Linked DNA regions of Rattus norvegicus: region 1 is linked to region 2. Evidence: chromatin contacts called from public Hi-C data. All regions are on one chromosome and are shown on one strand. The core of a region is the stretch at or near the end of the contact, and the rest is flanking DNA. Distances in the headings are between cores, read along the strand shown.

Region 1 (5,031 bases), core at 64-2,563, 180 kb before region 2:
CTAAGTTACGTCGTACCATCTTATCCTTAAGAGTTTACAATGATGTAGCAGATTTCATAAAACCAAGACTTTAGGTTTATTCCAAAAATAAATAAATAAATAAAAATCACAATTTAGTATTGACACTCTTCCAGTATCAAAATAAAACCTTTAATCATACATACAGTCCACAGAGGGAATTACAATTTTACTAATTCTTTTATAGTGTGCCACTGTAGGCCATTGTAGTCTTTTTGTATTTCTTAGTTCATTATATAAATGGCTAAAACTTAAAAGGCAAACAAGCTAGACAAATTAGTGAAAATGAGTGGACCTTAGGAATTTATAAATCTTGATTATCATATACATCTTATGAAACATGTTGTCTGGTCATCCCAAAATGAAGCCACATGGCATGTACACTTAAACCTCAGTAAAGATATTTATATAAACAAAAATAAGTGCAAGTTGCATGCACTTACACAGCTTTTAAAAGTGGCCCTAAAATCTGGTTCATGATTCTCCTGTTCTAAGTTGTACTCACTTAATCCCTAAACAAAAACACCATACCCAGGCTATTTGGAGTTTCAGTTAGACACTTCACTAAAGGCTATTTGGCAAATCATAGACTTCCTTTGTACTGGGTAACTGAACCACTGGATGTTTGGTCTTGAGACTCAAATCCCGGACCCAGGTATGACAGGGTTCTTAGGATCCTTGTGCTTAGTTCAAAACATATTTAAGTAGACCACACAGAATACACCGGTGACGGGAAATGTCTCTTCTGTGATTAACTTAACCTTTTAAGAATTGTACACATAATCACGCAGATAAAGTCAGCTATACCCCTTTGAATAATAAATCAGTATTAAAGCTTCAATTTTGAAATCTTAGTGGCTCTGAAAAGAGCCTTTGGATCTGTTGTGAGCTCACTTGGAGCTGGTGTACTTGGTGACCGCCTTGGTGCCCTCGGACACCGCGTGCTTGGCCAGCTCCCCGGGCAGCAGCAGGCGCACGGCCGTCTGGATCTCCCGGGACGTGATGGTCGAGCGCTTGTTGTAATGCGCCAGGCGCGACGCCTCTCCCGCGATGCGCTCGAAGATGTCGTTCACGAACGAGTTCATGATGCCCATGGCCTTGGAAGAGATTCCGGTATCCGGGTGCACTTGCTTCAGCACCTTGTACACGTACACCGAGTAGCTCTCCTTGCGGCTGCGCTTGCGCTTCTTGCCGTCCTTCTTCTGGGCCTTGGTAACGGCCTTCTTGGAGCCCTTCTTCGGGGCGGGGGCGGACTTGGCAGGCTCAGGCATCGTCAACAGAGTGTGAACACCAAGAAGGAACAGAAAGAGTTGTTGGGAGTTCTCGGGTTCTTCCTGTTATTTAAACAAAGCTGTGACTGTTCTTGTCAGAGAGTCTGCAGACGTCATGCACTAACTGTCCAATGAAAGGAAGCACATTCGCTCACCGGTTAATTGGATGTATATCCTGAAGGAGAGGCGGACCGAAGTTACAGAGGATCTATTCAAATGAAGTCTCATCTTTCTTTCTTTTGATTGGCTAAGTTTAGGTAAGGGCGTCATATTCTGAAAACAACGAAATAAAATTTTTTAGGAAAAAGTTGACATGTGGATACTGTGCTAAAGGAAAAGTTTTTACTTTTAAAAGTTATTTTGTCAGTAGTATCAATAAATTCTGTCCCCCTAAACATAAAATTGATATGTAAATTCTAGATTCATGTAAGGGTGATTTCCTGTAGTCTATGAAGGACTCATATGGAAGACATCACATACAATAGTGCGAACTTCTGGAATTATTGTACAGTCCGGATTAAAGTGGACATGCTTTTCATTTGGCCCAAGAATCCTCACAGCTACTGACGCGCTGCGACAATAGTGCAATTTAAATGAACCTTGTATAAATTTACTAGAAATCATGCTAATGTTTTTCTGAAGATAACTAGGTTTACTCATGCTAAGACATTTGTAAAACTCATGAACTCATTAAAAGTTATACAAAGTTGTGCGTGCTTGTTCGATTTCATTTTGATCCGGACAGTAAACTGCTCCCTTTCATCTCAAATATAATTTAAGGAAAAAGAAAAAAACTCAGTTCGGGTAACCAAATTCAAAAAGTAACACTTGGAACCACTCTGGAATCGCCGAAATCTACATAGTATCTCTTATTAGGTTTTCTAAAGCAAAATGTAACAATTAAAGTACTTAAGGGCAACAATGTCTGGAGAAAGCTATATTCAACAAAAAAGAGTGAGCGAGATAATAAAGTAGATTTCTATTGGTCACAAATTTAAAGTTGAGAGCTGTTATCCAATTACAGAGTACTTCCGTATAGGAGCATTTGAAGATTTCAACCAATCAGGAATGTCTAGCCTCTATAAATACAATCCCACAACCCTTCTTTCATGTTGCTTATCTCTTGGCTGCTATGGCTCGTACTAAGCAGACCGCTCGCAAGTCTACCGGCGGCAAGGCCCCGCGAAAGCAGCTGGCTACTAAGGCCGCTCGTAAAAGCGCCCCGGCTACCGGCGGCGTGAAGAAGCCCCATCGCTACCGTCCCGGCACCGTGGCTCTGCGCGAGATCCGGCGCTACCAGAAGTCCACCGAGCTGCTGATCCGCAAGCTGCCGTTCCAGCGCCTGGTGCGCGAGATCGCTCAGGACTTCAAGACCGACCTGCGCTTCCAGAGTTCGGCCGTCATGGCCCTACAGGAAGCGAGCGAGGCCTACCTTGTGGGTCTGTTTGAGGACACCAACCTGTGCGCCATCCACGCCAAGCGTGTGACCATCATGCCCAAGGACATCCAGCTGGCTCGCCGTATTCGTGGCGAGAGAGCTTAATTTTGTACGAAAAGCCACAAACCCAAAGGCTCTTTTCAGAGCCACCCACACATTTCTATGAAAAGTGCTGTTCCATAACTGACACCATGAGTAAAGGTGTTTAATAACCCCTGCCATCCCCGTTTACTAGTCTCTTTTCCGTACACAACTTGTATCTGTCCTCGTGGTAAAAGTGTAATGTTCCTTATTAAAACTGCTTTTCCCCGTCCCTGCCTTGTCTTGCTCTGCTCTACTTGGTCGTCTGTTTTATAGATTGAGGCTTAACAAGCTTGTACCAAGTCTCCAAGCGCTAAGCAACTCTTGTTTTACGAAGCTGAGTCAGCTGTTTCTTTCCACTGTTACAAATTAATCTGCCTACATCTGTCTTTAAGTAAGGCTAAGTACGGCAAGTAATCAGAGTAGCTGCATTTAAAGATTCGTTAAACAGGCCTATAATCCAAGGGTTTTTTCACATGATGTGCCTAAATAAACTTAGTTACTTTCATCCGTGGACAAGAGGGAGAGAGTGCTTTTCCTCATTTTATTGCCTGTTTTGAATAAGGTCCACAAAGTTATCCGAGGGGTTAGTCCTAAGTAACAGCATAGTGAGTTTTCCTTTTGTACTACAGGTCTGGTCTGGGCTAGGGCGGGAAAGGCCTGGGCAAGGGAGATGAGACAACATCCAGTGTATCACTAAGCTCATAACTAAGGTCCTTCGTACTAGGAGATGAACAGGGTGAGTTTCTGGATAGCATACAGAGTACCAGATTGTCAAAGTCATGGAAGTGGTCCAAGCTCTGGAGATGAGCTGTAGGTTTTGAGGCCAGTATCTGCAAAAAGAGTCTTTTCAGGGCTGCGCACTTTTAAGAATTTACACCTCACTTCTAGTGTGACCTAAGGGTGACTTGTTAAAGAAATGAGGGTTTTGTTAGTGTTTCTGCTTACATCTACTTTATCAACAATTAGAGGTAGTTAATCATTTAACCCTTTTTTAAATTTTGTTTTGTTTTTGCTAACAGGGTCTTACTTGAGCAGCCTTGTTTCATTCCGTAGTGATGTTCCTTAGACTTCCTATGCACTGGGATGTCTTTAGGGTACTAACTATACTTGCGTATATTAAGTACTCCCAGTCTTTGCTATTGAGACTGTCAAATATAACTTTCTTCCCTTTTGTTCAGATGGTAACCTAACGCCACTTTATTAGAAATATAACCTTGTCCAGTTTGGTGGCACTCAGCTTTAGGCCCAGCATTTGGATAGCAGAGGCAGAGAGAGAGAGGCAAGCAAATCTTAGTTCAGGTCAGCATAGTCAATGGGTTTAGTTAAAGGCCAGCCAGAGCTACAGAGAAAAAACAGTTTACAAAGAAACAAGAAAAATATTGATCCTCACCGTTTTCAATCTGATAATTTACTGTAAATAAAGAAACCTGTTAAATATCAGCTTAAGAGGAACAGATAGTAGTATCCAGGACATGAAATGTTCTACGTGACACTTGTTTCTTTAAAAAACCTTGTCATTAAAAGAAGTGAGGTTAGGGTTCTAGCTCAGTTGGCAGAGAGTTATACTAGCTTACTTCTTCAGCCATGTATATTGGGATCATTCATGGTGGTATATGTCTATAATTCTAGAAGTTGGGAGGTGGAAACAGGAATCAGTTCAAGGTGAACTTTTAACAAAATGGCCAGTTGAGAGAGACCTTGTCTTTAAAAAAAGAAATAGTATCTGTGTGGCATATAGTTCAAGTTTAAAACAGACTTAAACAATATAGTAACCAGATCAAATAGTTAATTGGATTCTGGCTCTAAAGAATAGTAAGATTTTAACAGAGAAAAGAGATGTGAATTGGATAGCATGTAATTTTTTTTTTTTAAGTCTTATTTTTTCAGTCATCTGTGAAGATTATAGGGAAAATTCCCTTTTTCTTGGGAGGTTCATGTTCAAGTATTCAGGGGCAAAGTTTCATGACGACTGTCTGAAATTTACTTTCAAATGATTTAGACCAGTAAGTCACACATGGGAGCATGTGCATGCACCCCTTTTCAGTAGTTAGATGGTAGATGATACATTTACATATTTGAATTTATTCATTATTTTTATTAAAAAATTTGAGGCGTCTTAAAAGAATGACCAAATTGTGTGTTAGAAACTCTTTAGAGCAATAATGAGGGAGGAGAGAGGGGGGAGAGAAAGAGAGAGAGAGAGAGAGAGAGAGAGAGAGA
Region 2 (5,131 bases), core at 2,256-4,755:
TTATTGAATTTGGATTTTTAAAGTTGATCTGGATATAGGAAATGTTGCATAAACATATTTTTTAGATTTTCTTTTCTTTTATACTTTCCCTTCACTTTTAGTACTAGACGTAAAACTAAGGGCCTTGTGTATGCCAGGCAAATGAGCTATATCTTCAGTCTCTATCTGTACTTATATACGAAATACCTTTTAATTGTTTGAGAGCTAAAAATTCTGACCCACTCACAGTTTTTAGATGCAACATCACATTTCCTCTTTTTTTTTTTTTTTTTTTTTTTTAAGGTCTTTACTTTTTTCTCTCCCCCTCACAGCACAAATGACCAGCTTAGGTCAGAGTAGCCATTAATCTTGAGCCTAAAAAATTGATGTGAAAAGACACATACTTTTCTCAGCTTGATTATGTGTATGAAAATTTCAGCAAGGACTCTTCCTTTACTCTTGAGTAACTCATGACCCATGAACTGATAAAAGTAAGATGCACAGGAGAAAAAAAAAAAACATTTTATAAGTTCAGAGTTCACAGAACAGAACTCACAGATAAAGTTAGGCTGAGGAACGTAGAATGAATGAATTGTGGTAGCCCAGCAAACTGTGGTTCAACCTTCAAAAGATGACATAGTTGGTGCAAACTAGGTTTGACAGAAGTTCAAACTGTGGTGACAGCCTTGTTTTCCGAGTAAGGCCTCATGCCAATGCCATCTCCACATCCAGAGTGGTAGGGATCCATCCTTTTCCAGTTGTAGAAATGGAGATTCTTCCATAAGGAAAATTTATTCTGATTTTTGGCTAGAGAACCTCATGCCAACACAACCAACATTCTCTTTTCCTTACAAGACTATCCTTCCACACAATAGCTTTCTTTGTGTTTGAAATCCCAGCTAGAGATGAGAAGCCAGATATTCAGGAATCCATTAGAGGCCTTTGGAAGAGAGTAGGGATTTAGGTAGTGACATTGAGAGTTAGTATTTCCTGTGCACTAATTTGTAGCAAGCCAAGAATATAGTAGCTGGTATATACATTTATTTTCTAACACACTCTTGGCATATCACATGGGGGTGTATGTTATTATTTCTTCCCTTTTAATGGAGGCTTGGTAACATTACAGATTCATTTAGTTTCTGTGGATTTGTATCACCTTTTACACAGGAATAATTTTCCACAAAACTATATGATCATACATTTTAAACTTTCTATTTGTTCATTAAAAACCCAAAAGACACGACTAAAACCTCTCAGCTCCAGGATATAGTGAATAAAAAAATAAAGTCTGAGGTAGAACCAGAAGCTAGCCTAAGACTTTTAATTCACACGGGAGAGATAAACTGTAGAGTATTCAAATATGGGCAATCCTTTGAACACGACTTCAAATATGTTTTAAAACGGACACTTTTACACTATCAGAAAAGTAAGATCAATTTTATTAAATGAAAAAGGAAACTTAAGAGTGTATAGGAAACGCTACAGTCTTACCATGAGTATTAGACAGCAGTTAGGAACATTAGAAAGTGAGACTAAAGAAATCTCTATATTGCTGTTAATCATGGAGACCTATATTTAAGGAATGTTAAAAGTATAAGCTTTTGTTGCAAAATTTAACTCATGAAAACTATGTACTATACATATGTATACACACATACACACATAGTAGCTTAGATATGTAACTGGTCTACTATAGAAATACATGTGTACACTATGGCAGAGCAAACAGCAACTTTACATGAAATTTTAGGTGGCTCTTAAAAGAGCCTTTTGAAAATGAAGGAATAGAATCATTTAAGCCCTCTCGCCACGAATGCGGCGGGCCAGCTGGATGTCCTTGGGCATGATGGTCACACGCTTGGCGTGGATGGCGCACAGATTGGTGTCCTCAAACAGACCCACAAGGTAGGCCTCGCTGGCCTCCTGAAGGGCCATGACCGCCGAGCTCTGGAAGCGAAGGTCGGTCTTGAAGTCCTGCGCGATTTCGCGCACCAGGCGCTGGAACGGCAGCTTGCGGATCAGCAGCTCGGTGGACTTCTGGTAGCGCCGGATCTCGCGCAGAGCAACGGTGCCGGGACGGTAGCGGTGGGGCTTCTTCACGCCGCCGGTGGCCGGGGCGCTCTTGCGGGCAGCCTTGGTGGCGAGCTGCTTGCGCGGGGCTTTGCCGCCGGTGGACTTGCGAGCGGTCTGCTTAGTACGAGCCATTTCTTTAGCAATAGGAAGAGAGTTGACACTACAAGGTTTTGTGAGGAGCTGTCCATCTTTTATACAATCAGACTGTTCGCTATTGGACCGGAGAACATTCAAAGGAGCCCGCGCTTTGTTGGGATTGGTCCGCCTTTGCTTCCAAGTCCTGATTAACCTATGCTTTCAGAACAGGCAAGAGCTCTCCACCTCGCCGCTCCTCCATCTTTGTTTCCACTTACACACTGTAGTCTGCAAAACTGCGGACAAATGAGCATCTGTACATCAAATTGGCTGAAGCCTAAAAAAAAAAAAAAAAAAAAAAAAAAAAATTACAAAAAAAAAAAAACCCAAACAAAACCAAAAAAAAAAAAAAAAGAACAAACAAAAAAAACCTCAATTCAGATAAATTTTATCTAAACAGCTTTCGTGGGCTTGGCCAGAGCTAGTTTAAATGAGAACACAGGTCAACACTTCCAAAACCAAATCTTTAGAGCCTGAAATCGCTTCTCACAAAAAGGCAAGTCATGATAGTGAAAACCAAGACGGGATCATTGAAATGGAGTGTGCCTTGACGTTAGGTAATTAGTATCATTGTGCTTTAGACAATTGAGATAAGACGTGTACAATAAACCTGGATTGTGACACTAAGAGGTAATCATGTATAACTGTCATGGTTTCTGAAAATCCCTTACACATGTAACGGCTAAAACTACTAAAAAGTCGCAAATTCTTATTACAGGGAGCAATATACATCTTAAAAGTCACATTAAGTTGAAAAGTAGTGGTCCCTAACTTCATACATTTCGCAATGCAGTGGCAGCCCATTTTATGGAAAAATGTGGGTGGCTCTGAAAAGAGCCTTTGTTTTGGAGAACCTTCCTGTGGGCTGTGACAATTAACAGCTTATTTGCCCTTGGCCTTGTGGTGGCTCTCAGTCTTCTTGGGCAGCAGCACCGCTTGGATGTTGGGCAGAACGCCGCCCTGGGCGATGGTCACACGGCCCAGCAGCTTGTTGAGTTCCTCATCGTTCCGAATGGCCAGCTGTAGGTGGCGCGGGATGATGCGTGTCTTCTTGTTGTCCCTCGCCGCGTTGCCCGCCAGCTCCAGGATCTCGGCCGTCAGGTACTCCAGCACAGCCGCCAGGTACACCGGGGCGCCGGCGCCCACCCTCTCCGCGTAGTTGCCTTTGCGAAGCAAACGGTGCACACGGCCCACGGGGAACTGCAGGCCGGCCCGGGAGGAGCGGGTCTTGGCCTTGGCGCGAGCCTTACCGCCTTGTTTGCCGCGTCCAGACATAATTGGGAGTTAGCTAAGTAAGTGAAGGAAGAAAAAAGACAGTGAAGCTGTAGGCGAACGACGAATATTTATACTAACGGAAGGTATTCTGTCTGTGCTTCTCTCATTGGTTAATAGTAGCACCCAATAGAAAATAGTACTTGAAATCCCTCATTTGCATAAGGCGTACTCTTTTTTTTTTTTTCCCCCCTTCCCTTATCGAGTCGTTTTTTATTTTAAATTTTACTTTAAAAAATAAAAGTTCGGGTTCTGTGATTTAAACTCTGGTTCCCATGATTAATAGTTGAGATCTTTTTTGACTCTTTTCCTGCTTTTACTTAAATACACATAAGTAAATGAATTTTTTTTTCCATCAAGTTCTTGGTATTAAAATCTCGTTTCTGAGTTCTGACTTGTTGAGGCACTGGCCTTTTTTCCGGGTTTATAATCGTGGTTTTGTGACAAGCAAAGACCGTGCGGAGCTTCCTCCACCTTGTCGTCCTGCTAAGGTTTAATTAGAATTTGATCTTGATGTAGTATCTCATAGGATATTGCCAAATTTCTATTTTATGAGCCAGAGGTCAGGATTGCCCAGCTAACTAAGCTTCTGTTGAACTACTCTCACAAACAACAAATGCTCCCTCTAGCGGCAGAGCGATGCCAGGATGTGGTTCTCAACACCAGGAAGAAATCATTTAAATTGGCTATACACTGTCTTTGGTGGGCTCCTCATAACGGGTTTAGTACATATTTTGAGGTTCTACGCCAGGCTTCCTTATAGCTCTACAAATCTCAAATCTCAAAGTAAAAGCATGCAAATACTTCTTTATTATGGCTGAATTATCCTTAAACTGCCTGGAAAATAGAGCCTGAGGAGAAGGAGAGCATGTCCCATGACTGACCCAGGAAAGCCTGCAATGTATGAGGCCGGAGAGATCCTGAAGTCTGTGCACTGAAAAGCACTGATGTCATGGTGACTGGAGAAAACAGATGAAACATGTATATTCAAGGAGAAAACCAAGGCCTGCGTCGTAGGGTTTCTATTCCTGCACAAAGCATCATGACCTAAAATCAAGTTGGAAAGGAAAGGGTTTTTTCCGCTTACACATTCACATTGCTGTTCATCACCAAAAAAGTCAGGACTGGAACTCACACAGGGCAGGAAGCAAGAGCTGATGCAGAGGCCATGAGGCTTGCTTCCCTTACTTTGCTCAGCTTGCTCTCCTATAGAACCGAGGACTACCAACCCAGGGACACCACCCCCTTTGCTCACTAATTGAGAACATACCTTACAGCTGGGTCTTATGGAGGCATTTCCTCAACTGAGGGTGCTTTCTCTGTGATAACTTCAGCTTGTGTCAAGTTGACACACAAAACCAGCCAGTACAGCTTTCCTTAGAGAATGAGACTAAGGACTCACCTCCTACTGGAAACTTAGCCCATCTGTCTAGCTATTCTTATCATATTCTTGTCTTTTTTTTTTTTTTTCACTTGACATAACAAAGTATCTTAACCGTTTCCTAAATTCCCTGTTACCTTCCCTTCTACTCCTTGTTCTTAGCCAGATGCTGAGTGGAAGGGAAGGAATAAGTCTCATGACTCAACGTCAGATAACTTGTTCTATGGCATAAGGGTATGAAAGAATGAGGAGAGAACAACATAGATACATGAGCAGTGCAGAAGCATCACA

Evidence for each region. Hi-C and Micro-C count contacts between places; a contact is called where the count stands out from the background.
Region 1: a contact with region 2 is called in a Hi-C map of kidney, with 4 times the contacts expected there. The contact joins the promoter of H2bc12l1 here to the promoter of Hist1h2ah in region 2. A contact is called at or near these places in 5 of 12 Hi-C or Micro-C datasets (frontal cortex, kidney, liver and 1 more).

What each region holds. Positions count from the first base shown.
Region 1 is chr17:41,986,857-41,991,887 of GRCr8, reverse strand. H2bc12l1 (H2B clustered histone 12 like 1) reads right to left here and starts at 1,313. Exons shown (of 1, transcript NM_001409090.1): 1 at 868-1,313. The coding sequence starts at 1,289. The coding sequence ends at 909.
Region 2 is chr17:41,810,752-41,815,882 of GRCr8, reverse strand. It overlaps Hist1h2ah (histone cluster 1 H2A family member H), which reads right to left and starts at 3,505. Exons shown (of 1, transcript NM_001315492.1): 1 at 3,008-3,505. The coding sequence starts at 3,462. The coding sequence ends at 3,070. H4cl1 (histone H4C like 1) reads right to left here. Exons shown (of 5, transcript XM_017600719.3): 4 at 1,851-2,186.